2 separate regions of the Mus musculus genome follow, and region 2 is linked to region 1. The links are chromatin contacts, called in public HiChIP or PLAC-seq maps. All regions are on one chromosome and are shown on one strand. The core of a region is the stretch at or near the end of the contact, and the rest is flanking DNA. Distances in the headings are between cores, read along the strand shown.

What was found. HiChIP or PLAC-seq counts read pairs in DNA pulled down with a chosen protein or histone mark.
Region 2: an H3K4me3 HiChIP or PLAC-seq map of forebrain shows a contact between it and region 1, with 3 times the contacts expected there. The contact joins the enhancer-like site here to the promoter of Tex9 in region 1. A contact is called at or near these places in 2 of 39 promoter capture datasets (macrophages and neural stem cells), 3 of 484 Hi-C or Micro-C datasets (the G1E-ER4 cell line, embryonic stem cells and palatal mesenchyme), 8 of 115 datasets of contacts at active chromatin or transcription factors (the 230-238 cell line, effector CD8 T cells, embryonic forebrain and 5 more) and 4 of 9 other capture datasets (adipose tissue, liver, macrophages and 1 more).

What each region holds. Positions count from the first base shown.
Region 1 is chr9:72,486,334-72,493,717 of GRCm38.p6, forward strand. It overlaps Tex9 (testis expressed gene 9), which reads right to left and starts at 5,626. Exons shown (of 12, transcript NM_009359.4): 1 at 5,593-5,626; 2 at 5,406-5,485; 3 at 1,679-1,742; 4 at 447-526. The coding sequence starts at 5,619. It overlaps Gm33004 (a long non-coding RNA gene), which reads left to right and starts at 2,976. Exons shown (of 3, transcript XR_379620.4): 1 at 2,976-3,156.
Region 2 is chr9:72,658,893-72,666,731 of GRCm38.p6, forward strand. It overlaps a transcript of Nedd4 not described here. Among named protein-coding and RNA genes, the nearest start is that of Gm23057, 29 kb to the left of the region's middle. Within about 2 kb of position 6,194, at least 20 of the 459 cell types and tissues checked have an H3K27ac peak or open chromatin away from gene starts, as enhancers often do. A contact at or near this core is called in the G1E-ER4 cell line, forebrain and pancreatic islet, where this site is marked.

The DNA.
Region 1 (7,384 bases), core at 4,376-6,875:
CTGGGGTGTCTGAAGACAGCGACAGTGTACTTACATATAATAAATCTTTTTTTAAAAAAGAAAGAGGGCTGGAGAGTTGGCTCAGCGGTTAAGAGCACTGACTGCTCTTCCAAAGGTCCCGAGTTCAAATCCCAGCAATCACATGGTGGCTCACAACCATCTGCAATGAGATCTGATGCCCTCTTCTGGTGTGTCTGAAGACAGCTACAGTGTACTTAGATATAATAATAATTAATAAATCTTTAAAACAAAAAAACAACAAAAAAAAAACCTAGAGTTACAAGAGATAAAACAGGTTAAGAGCGTGCCTTGAATCTAACTTATAAGGCCCAACATATATATTATACTCTTCTTTGAATTATTAACATTTTCAAAAAGATTTTATACATTAAAGATTTACAAGGACCGCTGAAAGAAAGCCGCAACTGAGAACTGAAGTTACGTACCTCGAACTGGAACCACCTTCCTCTTTGCATGATGTAGTTAGTGCTGAGAAAGGCCTGGCTCGCACTTCTTGCTGCTCTCTCTAGTTAAACAAGACAAACCATGAATACTCACAACAACACTGCCAGGACTGAGCTTAGCTCCCTCGGAACACTCAGCATTCCAGAACTGCCCAGGCCTCGACAGTGTCAGGAATGCTGTGCAATCACAAGTGAGTGCTAACTGCTACGGATTCACTCCTCTTTCATTCGTTCCAGCTTATGAAACTCTCTGGAGATAAAAGCATTAGAGTGGTAAGGCTGCCGCAGCCATTAGACCCTGTGAAATCCGTGTGAGGCTGGGGAGCGGAAACTTCTGGTGAGGAGCCAGTAAGCAACAAAGCAGTAAATGCACACTGAAGATGGCAGACGTTCCGTTCAGTGGGCTTCTGGGAATAATAAGCAGCCCCTCCCCCTCCCAGCCTCCCTCAGTATTCTAGACTGTTATTTCTGGGTGGACATGGAGGGTCTCGGTAGGGGACTCCTTAAGCATATAGAAAATGCACCTCTCGTTCTACTGTGACATGCTGTTCTTCTGGGAAAATGTTTCCCTCTGTTCAGATACAAAACTTAAAGTTAAAGTATTTCCAGTAAAATAATTACAAATGCCAACTAGCATTTCTGAGATTATTATCTATTAAGTGAAATGTTATAGATCCTATATTTCTTAATCCTCAACTAATAAATAATGATGGATTTATATGAAGCATCAAAATAAAATATTGACAGTGGGGCTAGCAAAATGGCTCAGTGGTTAAGAGCACCAACTGCTCTTCTGAAGGTCCCGAGTTCAAATCCCAGCAACCACATGGTGGCTCACAACCATCTGTAATGAGATCTAACGCCCTCTTCTGGTGCATCTGAAGACAGCTATAGTGTACTTACATATGATAAATAAATACATCTTTAAAAAAATTGACTGTGAAGAATGGCTCAGCTACTAAGAGCAGCTAGAACACATTAGAACTCTATGGTACTTCTATTTTGGTACTGGAAAAGATTACCGCAGTAATGTTCTTGTTGTTGGCTATGTGGTTGTAGCATCGGGCTAGAAACCATCCCTGTTCACACACTCTTGTTTATTGTCACCCAGTGAGCTGATCATTGATGCTTTGGGTATTTTTAATATGCATGTTATGCATTAGATTTAAAGTTAAAAATTAGCACTCACAGGGGGAAACTGTACATCTACTTACTATTACTTCCTCAGCTTGTCGAACCAGATCAGCAGTTTTTGCCTCCAATTCTTCATTTAAACGCCTAAAAGCAGAAAATAATGTGATAGTTGGGTTATACTCAAATTGTAACAAAAATAAAAGTAATTATATTTGGGCAAGTACATTATAATCAATGCATGCCAAAACACACAACATTTTTATTCTAAAATAAACCCAGCTACTAGAACGCGCTGCCTCTTCCTACTTCCGGTAGGATGGCAGTACTGCCCTGCCTGTCATGGCCCTTCACTAATGTCTTCTGAAGTAAGTCATCAGACTAGCAAGTTAGGCAAGAGAAACTGGGTAATTTCAACTCAGCTCCAGGACTAACCACTGGAGAACACAAATTCCAACCATGAGTCTTTAGAGACAGGAGGGGGGGTGAGGGGTAGGGCTGCTCTTCTGATGATGACTAGGGTGGCCAGAATCACAGAAGCCTACATGGACTAGGGTGCTACTCTGTTTGGGGAGCCAGCTTACAACTCAGCCACACACTTCACTACCAATATCATCATAAATGTGGGACTAATTTGGCCTCCATTTGCACTCTAACAAAAAGCATGAATGATTATAAGGAAAATGTTTGAAAGGGGAAGTTATCATTTAACCTGTTTTATTTTTAATCTTTCCTCCCAACTGTTATCTATAACACACACACAAGTTTGTATTTACCCAGAAACAGGAAATATATTTATCTTCACATGGTCAGCATCTTAACTGGGTTCACAACAGTCCAGAGAGCACATTTAGCCTAGTGCATTACATTCTATTCCTGTCTATTTCCCTTTTAAAGATTCACACTATGATATATGTCTTTTTCTCCTATTGAAGGATCCCATTTCCAACCATGGCTGAAATTCTGTCAAGGAGTTCTCAGGAAGGCTCATTGGCCCATAATTCTAAAGTAACAGGAGAATCTAACCCCTAACCTAAGGAAGAGGGGGAGGGGAGGACAGATAGCACCACATCCTTTCTTAAAACAGTCTCACCTGCAAGAATTACTTGGTTAAAAGAGAAGTATCTAAGAAACAGATTTACTATACTTAAAGTGACTTTCAATTGTTTCCTAGAATAATCAGGAGGACTTAAATTGAAACTTAAGAGTCAATGCAGGTCAACCAAGAGGATTAAGCCTATTTTTCTACTCTAAATTCATTAAAATGAGAGATAAAATGTAATGGTAGAAATAATCACTAACCTCAAGCTCAAAGGAAATGGCCTCGAATTAAGAATGACTCAAAATTCTACGAGAGCGCCACACAGAGGAATAGAAGCCACAACACCCCAGCAGTGAGAACTCAGTGTGCATGTGAGTCAAGTGGCCATAAAGACTCTGCCCACAACCTCAGGTGATGAGGTGGAGAAGGACTACCCTGGAGTTCAAACACATGGAGGAGGGGTCCAGGCGGTTCAGAGTCAGGCTGCCAACCTTCATCCAACTTTAGTGCAGAAGAGAGGTAAGCCAGTAGGAGAAACTCACAGCCAGGCTACGAGGACATTTTCTCATCTAGAAGGTAAGGGCTCTGAAACCTAGCCCTGCCGAAGACGGCTTTAAAAGAATAACACATCCCATTAGCCACCAGGGAGAACAGGCAGGCACAAGAAGGGAGAGGAGGGATTTACACCATAAAAGACAGAGAGAAACACATTAAAAATTTGTAATCAGAATTCTAACTTGAAAAAGGGGAAAGGAGAAGGGACAGACTGTTATGGTTTGAAAGTTAACTTCCCCCGGGGGGGTTCCCAGCCTGTGGTGCTGTTAGGGAGGTGTAGCTTTTGGAGTAGGGTACCAGGAGAGGTCTCTTAGCCTTACAGTCCAGCCTCACTTCCTGCCTGAACTCTGTGTTTCCTGACCTACCGAGGTGCCCTGCCTGCCATAAACTCCTCTGCCATGTGGAGTTTATGACCTGAATTAAAGTGTGGAGAAAAGTTTACATAAAAAAAAAAATTTTTTTTTTTTTTTGGTTTTTTGAAACAGGGTTTCTCTGTATAGCCCTGGCTGTTCTGGAACTCACTTTGTAGACCAGGCTGGCCTCAAACTCAGAAATCCACCTGCCTCTGCATCCCAAGTACTGGGATTAAAGGCGTGCACCAACACGCCCGGCTACATCAAAATTTTTAAAAATTACATTTAGTCAAGTTAGAAATCAAAGCAAACAACTTTTTAGAGCCTATTTTAAAAGGGATCTATCTACCCAATTCCTGGAGCAAACCTAAAATAAAATAATGAATTATTAATGTGAGCTCTTCAAAATTACAGCTGCTTGTGGTTACTGTTTGTATTTCACTTTTCATTGTCATAAACAGGGAAAAAGGCATACACAGAAGACACACTATCAAAATTAGCAGATGGTGGTCTCCACCAGCATTCACAGGGCTCTACAGCATGAACCACAGCAGAGCAGTGCTGAAGGTCTTCACACTACTGAAATGCGTATCTTCTTCTTGTTGTACCTGAAACAAGCTAGTTTAAATGCTTTCAATTTTAAAAGTTAAAATATACTTAAAAAAAAAAATAAGCGAAGCCGGGCCATGGTGGCCCACGCCTTTAATCCCAGCACTTGGGAGGCAGAGGCAGGTGGATTTCTGAGTTCGAGGCCAGCCTGGTCTACAGAGTGAGTTCCAGGACAGCCAGGGCTACACAGAGAGACCCTGTCTGGAAAAACCAAAAAAAAAAAAAAAAAAAAGGGTAAATAAAATGGCAAATAAAGCAGACATAATCTCTGCCCTAGTGGAGTTCAGAGTCCAGGAGAGGCGGCAGAATATAGAAAAGTAAACTATTGCTGGGTATGGTGGTGCATGCCTTTAATGCCAACACTCTAGAGGCTGAGCAGATAGGAGCTCTGTGAGGTCCAGGACAGCCACAGCTGTGTCGTGACCCTGTCTCGGGGAGAAAAAAAAGCCATCATGTGAGTTTATTTTAACAAAATATGCTAATTGCAAAAAAAATTATTAAACAACTAGGGCCCTGATCAGCACTGTCAGAGGCCCCTCTGAGTTTTACAGTCCGAAGGCAAGTGTGATTCCCTCGAAAAGAGAGGAAAGAAAGACCCACGTCCCTTGTGACCGAAGAGTTCCACACTATGTAAGAGCCGACACGCAGGTTAAATGAAAGTGCCAGAGTTGCCAAAACTTTGCAGGGGCAATGACAACAACTAAATGCAGTTCCAAGCAGTGCAATGAAACGAAAATGAAAAGATCGTTCTGGCCTCTGCAAGAAACTTGGGGAAGGGCAGTGGGGGTAGGCAGACATCGTGAAGCCTGTGTTTTCAAGAGCTTTGTAATTGTCAGAGAACAAGACAAGGAAGGGATATCATTCTTCTACACACACACACACACACACACACACACACACACACACACACACACACACACAGGACCCCACTATAGACAGGAGCTTTTCATTTGGAAAACAAGCCTCCAAGAAATTTGTGCAAAGTAAACTCTAGTACTTTGAGAATCCTCAAAATCTGGGGATTTCCCTCTCGGCGGCAATTCCTGTGCTCCAAGCCACTTCCATGTGAACCCTCCTGCCTTCCAACACGGTTGTGGACTACAGTTTTGCCCCTACAAATATTTTCTCAGGCTACTACTGTGAAAGAGCCAAGGCTAAGGGGTAATGAGGAGAAAGAGAGGGTCCCTATATGCAGCCAACCTGCAGGAAAGGCACCCCAGTAACCGCCCTGGAAATATGAGGGATGCTCACTTGTACTCTTGTTCCCGGGCGAGGAGGTCCCGTCCAGCTGCAAGCTGCCCGCGCGACTGGGTACCTGCAGAACCGCGTCTCTGCAGACAGAGTTGCAGAGCTCAAGTTCAAGAGAGTCCGGTGTCCGTCCGTCCCGCCCGCCAGCCCGCAGCCCAACCACTGGTCAGTAGTCTGGGGTTGAACTCACCGGCACTCTAACACTTCGCCCCGCCATCTTTACCAACCCCGGGGCGATGCGGTTGCCGTGGTGACCGTACATCTTCCCGCGAGAGTTCTCAGGTCTCGGGCAGCCTCCCGCCAAAGGGCAGCCTCTTCTGTCTCCACCTCGAACAGCTTTTGCATAGGCTTTGACCAGCAGCTCCTGGGTTCCCTTCACCCATTGAGACTAGCGCTTTAATCCACAAACCTGCGAGTCCTCTGCCTGGAGATGGAAGGGTTTCAGAGCCCACCACGCAGACAACACGCAAGTATAAGCCCCTTTCTGGGAGTGTTTCTCCAGCCCAGTAGGCCAATCCCACTCACAGTAGTTTTTGCTAAAATGGATTTTTCAGTGCCGTTCTATACTTCTGATTGTGAATATTTACTCACGCCACGGCTAAGAGCTCAGGCAGTCAATTTTGGCGCATGTTTGAGTCCAGACATACCATTCACAGATATAAACCACTTCCTCTGCAAGGCAGGACTAAGAATAGCATCAACAGCACCTAGTAACTGAGATGTAAATGATCTCATGCTTAAGACCCAGGGCAACACAGGGCAGCATCTGATTGTTTGGGGATGAAACTGAGAGTCTAGAAATAAGCCTTCCCATTTAAAGGACGCCAAGGTCATTCAAGAGGAATAGAGGGTTCTGCACCAATGGGAGGCAATTGCATGTCCCCACATAAAAGAACAAAGTACGGTTGATATTTCACACCAGATTCAAAAAGGAATTCCACATCATAGCTAAATGAAAACCTATCCATAAGCACCATGTGTGTGAACTGTCTGAATTCGGAGATTTTTTTTTTTTTTTTTTTTGCTATGCCCCCAGAAAAATAAGCAACTGTCTGAACAACATATAAAGAACGATTAGAATAAAAAAAGAAAAACACTAAGGAGCCGGGCATGGTTGTGCATGCCTTTAATCCCAGCACTCAGGGAGGCAGAGGCAGGCAGATTTCTTAGTTCCAGGCCAGCCTGGTCTACAAAGTGAGTTCCAGGACAGCCAGGGCTACACAGAGAAAGCCTGTCTTGAAAAACAAAAAACAAAACAAAACAAAAAAACCACTAAGGGGCCTTTTATAGGCATTTATCCAAAGACAATACACAGATAACTAAAACATATAAAAAGATGCTCAGTAGTGTGGGTCTTCAGATAGATGAAACCCAAAACCAGTGTAAGATACCCTCTCCTACGCACTAAGGTCACTGTAACTAAAAGGAGACAGGAACAAATGAGGGACTATGTGGAGATATTTGAGCCTTGTGCTGTCAGTGATCATGTAGTAGCTATGTAGATAATCTATTAATTCTTTTATTAATAGATTGGTATTGGTGGCACATCCCCCTAAATTTATTAAAAATCAGTGAATAGTACACTTTATGTGCAGTGAATGGTAAATATGTGAATAAATCAAAATGTTAAAGCATTTTTAAATGAGTTATTTTTAAAGTTAGAGGCTAGAGAAAGGCAGGCCATGCTTAACACTAACCAAAATTAAGCTACAGTATCCAATTCACTTTAAACAAGATGATTTCAGAAAAATTATTAAGAACAAAGAGGAACATTATATAGGGAGGAAAACCTTAATTCTTCAAGGAGAATTAGATTAGAATGCTAATCCTTAGCATTCATTTGCCTAATGCAGAATTGTCAAGCTGTAGTCAGTAAGACTACAAACCGCAAGGGGAAGCTGTCATACCAGTACTGCAGATGGCAACTCCAACATGCCTCTTACAGTAAGGGGCAGGTCACGTGACAGAACACCAGTACAGAC
Region 2 (7,839 bases), core at 4,944-7,443, 170 kb after region 1:
TGGCAGATCAGCCTTACCTACCCAGGGAATTCCAGGTCAGAAACAATAAAAGTAACATAATAGGGTGGGGAACAGAAGAAGGAGAAGTTGTCGGATGGTACGTCTAAGGTGAACCTATGGTCTCCATACACCATGCACACCAACACTCACACTGCACACACACACACACACACACACACACACACACACACACATGCACAAAAGACATCCAACACAACTAGCATTTTCGTGAGGACTTTTCCCACTGCCCAGCTATAAGCCTGCAGTTTATTATGATTCCTCTCAGAAACCTCAGTTACAGTAGAAGAATGTGTCCCGACTCCTTGTGCAAGCCTAGTGGCTCCTGATTTTATCTTACCTGACTGTAATGCTGTAATTCAGGGAACCTCTGGAGCCACCCTAGAATGTTACTTAACAAGAAGAGAGAAAAAAGGGCTTCTTAGCAACCCTTTGAGATGTAACCTGAGACCACCAGAATGATATGCATACAGCTTATACACTTAAGCCGTGCTTTTCTTTGAGAAGCCCATACCCACGCTCTCCTCTATGCTTTATTCTCTCTTCTTTATTTCTTTCTCTCCCAAGACAGGGTTTCTCTGTGTAGCCTTGGCTTTCCTGGAACTCGATTTGTAGACCAGGCTGGCCTTGAACTCGTAAGAGATCTGCCTGTCTCTGCCTCCCAAGTACTGGGATCAAGTGGGTGTGAGCTACCGCTCCCTGGCTTCTTGTTTCTAGTTTTAATAAACTCCAACTCTGCTTCACACAGGTTAGTCCTGAAATTCTTATCTGTGGCCAAGGATCTAGTTTTGCCCCAAGACAGGTCTCTGCAGACCTCAGGTTGATGCAGTGGACAGTGTGAAACCTTGTCTTCCTCCCTGTGGCTACTGATTGGAATTATGTGAAAAGTAACTCTGCGGAGATCCCTTGAGTATCTGATTGGGTAAGCTGAGGTTTGATCCGCCAGGTTCCAGTGAGCTTCAGTTTGCTTCTTAAGCAGATAAGGTGGCTGGAGCCTTCCATGGCTTTTCAAGGACTTATTTCAACATACTTATAAGAGAATAAAAAAAGAATGATCTGAGTTAAAAATCTGAACCAACTCGAGGTCTGGAATACCTCCATCACTATTCTTAAAAATTACCAAAAAAAAAAATTACCATCACCAATTATCACATGTATTATTATTATCGGCTCTGTTCTTCAGAAGAACATGTGGCTACGTGAAAGGGAGCATCATGAGGTACTATGTTCAATCCCTAGAATTCACATAAAGATGGCAACAGAGAACCGACTCTACCCAGGCATGAACACACACACACACACACACACACACACACACACACACATACACACCCTCCGAAAAAATCCCATAGAGCTGAGGAATACAGAGAGAAAAGGGGTTTTCCATTTAAATAGCTTCCTCAACTTGAGGTTAGATATTGAACCACCGGTTAACCACTTCTGTCTTTTAAGTTCCTTTTAACTTCTGAAGCTAGTTTCACAAGGCCCTCCCCCTGCCTTCTGCTACAAGAGAACAAGCACTCTCCCTTTCAGCACATGCAAGCTCCTGCCTACTTAGTTCTTCCTTATGAGTCCCATTTAATGGAAAGAAGAACTGTGATTCGAATACCAGGATTTGGAATTATCATTATCAAATGTTTCGGCTCATAATCTCATGGGGGATTTCTCAATGATCCGACTGCCAATTTCAATTTCTTCCACCATTAAATATTAATACCAGTAATGGAATTGACTTCTGATCTTGTTTGAAATAACATGAATGGCCTACTTAAGATTAAATGTAAAAAATATACACAGTGCCAGGTGTGGTAGTGCAGTTTTAATCCTGACTCTCAGGGAGCAGTGGCAGGCAGATCTCTATGAGTTTGAGGCTATTCTTAGTTCTACATAGTGAATTCTAGGAAAATTAATGCTACATAGTGAGAGACTCTGTTTTGTTAAAAAAATGCAATGAATTATTAGGAGAAATTATGATTTTCAAAAGTAAAAGACACATTGAATATATTCAGATTTCCTTTTTCTTCTTCCTCCTGCTTTTTTGAGACAAGTCTCACTATGTAGCTCTTGCTGTCCTGGAACTCACCACGTGGATCAAGCTGGCCTTTAACTCAGAGATCCTCCTGCCTCTCTGCCTTTTTAGTGCTGTTACTAAAATGTGGGCCACTATGATTGGCTTATTTTATTCTTAAGATCTAAGAACACAGATGTGTGAGTTTATAAAGCAAAAGAGTTAATTCTACAACCACCTGTTTACTTATTTGTGAGACTGGGCCTCCAATCCAGGCCTGTATGTGCTAGAGATCACTCTACTACTAATTTACACTGCTAGTCATGATAATGTTTGGATTTAAGTCAGCTAACATTCCTGATTATTCAGGAATACTCTATCCATAATTAGTTGTTACATCTGTCCTAACACAAATGATAAAATGTGGATTACATATTAACAGAAGTCTGACAGCTAATATGAATGAAATGGATTCTGCCAAAGGCAATTAAATATTTCGTAAACAACCAATTGCTCACACCTATCAACATTTTTCAAACGGTGACTAGTTTAGAGTTCAGAATTAGTTTAATTCTCTTGGGGAAAACTAAAATAAGATCTGTAAAAAATTTTATTTATTTATTTATGTATTAGGTAGGTGTGTTGGTCAAGAGAACAATTTGCTGCAGTCAGTTCTCTTTCCTCCATGGGGTTTTGGGGTATAGGCCTCCCGGTTGTTGCCCGAGAAGGCCTTAATCTCCTTAGCTATCTCGCGGCCCCTGCAATCGGATTTTGAGAGTCTAATTTCTGCAGTATTTTCCCACTATAGAAAAACATGCTATGCTTTTGGCCTGTAATGTAGGCTCAGGGCCGTGAGTCAGAACGATGCAGAGCTGGAGGCTAGCCTGTGAGCCCCGACCAGCCATGTCTCAAAACCTCGGAGCAGCGGCTGTCTTCTTCCCACCCCCACCTTTTCTTCAGGGCCTCGCTGCCGCGCTGTCGGCGGAGGCTCAGCTATGCAGGTTTGGATGGCCGACTCCGCCAGCCTAGTGGCTGGCCTTGAAGCCGACACCCCCCCAGATTTAGGCCTGCGCATTCCTTCCCGGGTCCTATGGCGGGCGGCTTCCGATCGGCCAGGAGCACGCTTTTCAAATGTGGCTTTAGGTTGGGGGCTAGCTAAAACGCCTAATCTGTAGGCGACAGGCTCGCGTGGCGGGCTCCCAGGGAGACCTGTTGTTCGAGCAAAACCGCAAGGTAGTGGCTTTGCGGAAGAGCCACGTTTCTCGGCCCTTCCCCCACTCCACCCCACCCCCGCCTCCTCCGGGGGCTGCGGGGCCTCCGCCGCCAACCTCGCCCGCCCTTCCCCCCACCCCCGCGCGCGCGCTGCCGCCCCCGCCGCGGGCCCCGCGACGCGCGCTCCGGACGAGCTCCTTGTTTCTGGAGTCCCGCCACGCTTGCTCCAACCCAGCCCCCCAAGCCTCGCGCGCAGCCGCAGAGCGGGTCCCGCCCCTTCTCGCCGCGCGCCCCTGCACCCCAGCGCGCTCCCGGAGTGGGCCTCCTCCGCCGCAGCGACGCCTCCTCCTCCTCTTCCTCTCTCCTTCTCTCTCGGTCTCTCGCTCTCTCTCGCCGCTGCAGCCTAGTAGGGGCGCTTCGTCCAGCATGAGCTCGGACATGGCAGCCGACGAGTCGGAGGCCCCAGTACTCTCGGAGGACGAGGTGCGGGAAGGCTGCGTGCCGCGCGGGGGTTCATCGTGGCGAGGGGTGGCCGGGGTGGGTAGCGGGGGTGGCGGGCGATCGGGGCCCGAATTTGGCCCCGCGCTCCGGAGCGGGGCAGGCGGTGAGGGGGAGATGGAGAGAGGCGCGCACGAGGCCTCTGCGGGAGCAGATTCCCCGCTTGCTCGCCTCGCTGCTCGGGGCCTTGGGCCTCCCCCGGGGGGCCTCCGGGGGCCTTTGGCTGCGGCCTGGGCGCGCTCGCTCACCCTCTCCGGGAGGGCCATGGCTTGGGTGGGGCGGCCTCCCGAGACTCAGCATCCCGCTCCTGCCGCAGCGGGAGCCGACAGAACTTAGCGACTTTGCCACTATGGCTTCCCGAGGGCCAGGGTTGGGAACGAAGGGGGGTGGGGGGAGGGTGGGATTCCTTCGAGTCCGCGGCCAGCGTCGGATGTGGAAAGTTCACACTTTGTTTCCAGGCCTTTGTTAGTATTTTTTTTTAAGTGAAGGCAAAAGAAATAGAGAAATACTTTAAAAGAACACCCAGCAGCTGTTGGCTTCAAAAACTGCAGCCCAAGGATTCGTGGCACGCAAAACCGTCTGTTACAGAGGAACAACTTAATCGCGACTTTGCCTCGCGCTCGCTGAAAGTGAGGCCCTCTTGAGGGAGGGCTTCGATGGAGCTGGCGGTCGTCTCAAATGGGTGGGGCATTAGAGACTTCGAAGTGTTTAACAGTGACCCTTTCAGATTGTGTGTGTGCGCGCCTGCGCGTGCGCGCCTGCCTGTGTGTGTGCCTGTGTGTGCCTGTGTGAATCCAATCTCCGGGTTTCTGTTACTTAATCTAGTGGTCACATGTGCATTTTATCAAGATTGGGCTCAATTAGCTAGAAATTCCTAACCCCCCCAATTTTTTATTCCTTTCTCAGGTACCTCCAAACACTATTGTAATGGCGCCCTCCAATTTTTCCCCGTTTCCCTAAGAGCTTTTTGTTTATCTATAGTGGGCGCTTCATTAAGATAATTATTGCAACATATTTTGAAAACGTTTGTGTGTTCACACCCGTGCGTGTGTGCCTGTGTGTGCGTGTATGTATTGTGGTTGGAATTTAATTTTTTAGGCAATCCTGTTTTTTTTTTTTTTTTTTTTTTTTTTAAACATTGGTGGACTGGAGGACATATTAAATGAACTAAGCCCGGCCTAGAGAGAGGTTACTTGAGATCTCATGGGGAATCTAGAAAGTTGCTATTATAAAAGTTGTTAGTAAAGGGTCTGAAGAGGTGGCTCGGTGGCCGAGCTCTTGTAAAGGACCAGTGTACAGCCCCATGGTGGGGCCCCTCATAACAGTAATTCCAGCTCTGGATCTCTGTGGCACCAGCACACATGGCATACATTCACTCTCTCTCTCTCTCTCTCTCTCACTCACACACACACACACACACACACACACACACACACGAGTACATTACTGGAGCTGGGGAGAGCAGTTGGGGAAGAGAGGCCAAAGCAAAGGCCAGTGAGAGTACTGAGTCACAGTAGCTGTAAGCTCTGCTGGGCTGTTAAATGCACGGTGGGCTGAATGCTTATATACTTTGGAATGCTACAAGATGGGCTGTAGAGAGGACTTAGTTAAGAGCATTTGGTCTTTCAGAGAACTTAGGTTTGGTTCCCAGCACTCACATGGTGGTTTACAGTCCTCAGAAATGATGCCCTCTTCTGACCTCTGTGGAAGTCAGCTATAGACATGGTGCACATAAGCACATGCAGCAAGACACACACTAAATAAACAAACAAACCAACCAACCTTTAGAAAAAAGCCCAGTTCTCAGGTAACATTTAGAATATGGTAACAGGCAGATACAGAAGGTTCTAGGTACTCAGAAGCAGCCCTCCCCCTCCTCTAGCCAGGGGTGACGGTCTGCGCAGTGCCCACTATTTCATAGGAGTCAGGAGTTACTGTTGCCCTGTGGCTAGGATGCCTTTCCTCTACCCTGCCTGCTGCATACCCACTCAATTTGGAAGATCTCAAGTTGGTATCCTACTCTGGCCTTGGGCTTCTGGCTGGCTCGTCCAGCTACCTCTTCCAGCAGAGCTAGCTGGTCACAGACTAAATAATGTTAAAGTTATCTTTCTCTGTCTCTTTTCTCCCTCTTGGCCCAGTATCTGTTTTCCAGATTGTCCTTTTCATCTGCCCAGCTGAAATAAAGAAAGATCTGTGTGGCCGCTAGTGGGTGCGCAGCAGCAGCTGGGGCTCGGAGCTCCCTCTGTAGTAAGGACTAACTGAACTTAGTGAAGGATCTATACTTCTGAAGAGCTTATGATCCGGGGCCTGTTACATTCCCATGATAAAGGTTTAGATGTGGGTTCTGGGACTCAAATTTTTCTCCCCTCTTTCTGTGTCTACTTTGTGCTCACTAAGGGAGAGAGGCAGGAAGACAGATAGGGTTGTGAGCGTCTTCCACTGCGGGGCTAATTGGGTTATTAATATTCACTCAGCAGACGTTCATTAATGTTCTGTGTGCCGTGTGCCAAGCACCAGGGATACAGAGGATAAAAGACCAGCCTCCAAGGAGCTCACTGTCTGGTGAACAAGCTAGAAATGGCTCGTTTGCTGGTTGCAGCTGGAAGCTCATTCCTCTCATTGGGCATTTATTTATTTATTTATTTTCTGGTTTATCACAGAACCAAATGGCAGCTTGGAACACAGCCCACCCCACACACACCCAAATACCACATGCCCCCCCCCCCACACCACGAACACTACTACACACGTACACATCACACACACATACATACATACCACAACACCCCCCACCCCCATACACATTTTGTTCTTTATTTAAAGATGGAAACATGGCGGCTGTGTCATCTCTTGAGCTCAGACTAGTCAGAGTAGGCAGCCTGCTGCTGTTGATTAAAAGTGTTTGGACTGGGGTGTGGTTTAGTTGGTTGAGTGCTTGCCTAGTGTGTCTGAAGCCATGGTTGAATATCCTGCATTGCGTACAACGGATGTGTTAGCCCATGCTTTTAATACCAGCACCTGGGAGACAGGCAAGAGGAATTCTGTGAGTTCGAGGTCAGTATCATCTACATAGCAAGGTCCTGAACAGCTAGGGTTACATAATGAGACCTCTCAGAGGGGGGAAAAAAAAAGGTCAAAGGTCATGTAGCAGTACGTCAGAGCACACATCTGTCATGGCAAGTGGAAACGGAGGGCCAGAGGCATGAGCGCCTGACTAAGACCAACCAGAGCTGTGCTGTGAGCGCCTGTCTCCAAAAGAAGGAAATGGATTCAAACAAATCTGAAACAAGGAGAAAGATGAATAGAAATGGCACAGAATGTAGAGAATTGTGGCTTAATCTTACAGAGCGATTAGGACTCACTGGGTGATGTGACGGAGGGTATTAAAGCATGCTGAAATTGGATCTAATACCTGCCCCCTTTTGGATGAGTTTTAGTTTTTTGGGTTTTTTTTTTTTTTGGTTTTTTTGAGACAGGGTTTCTCTGTGTAGCCCTGGCTGTCTTTGAACTCACTCTGTAGACCAGGCTGGCCTCGAACTCAGAAATCCGCCTGCCTCTGTCTCCCGAGTCCTGGGATTAAAGGCGTGTGCCACCACGCCCGGCTTGAGTTTTAGTTCTTTTATGTATAGCCTATGGAAAGAGATTCTGTTTGCAGAAATTTTACTATTAGGACATTAGCTAAATGAAGAAGTGTAATATAATTTACATGGTTTGCTCTGGTGGCCACTTAGGATTAACTACAGAAAATAACTCATTCCTTTTGCTTTTTTTGAAACAGGGTCTCGCTGTATAACCTGGAGAACTCTGTAGATCAGGCTGGCCGGGAACTCAGAGAGCTGCCTGCCTGCTTGCTGTGAGATTAGAGGTGCTAGGCATTGTCCCCAGAGAAAGATGAAAGAAAGGATGAGAGGAAGGATGTGGGCCTGGGGGTTATTACCTGTTGTCCTCCCAGGGCACTGCCGACTCTTTTTTTTTTTTTTTTTTTTTTTTTAAAGATTTATTTATTTATTTATTATATGTAAGTACACTGTAGCTGTCTTCAGACGCACCAGAAGAGGGCATCAGATCTCATTACGGGTGGTTGTGAGCCACCATGTGGTTGC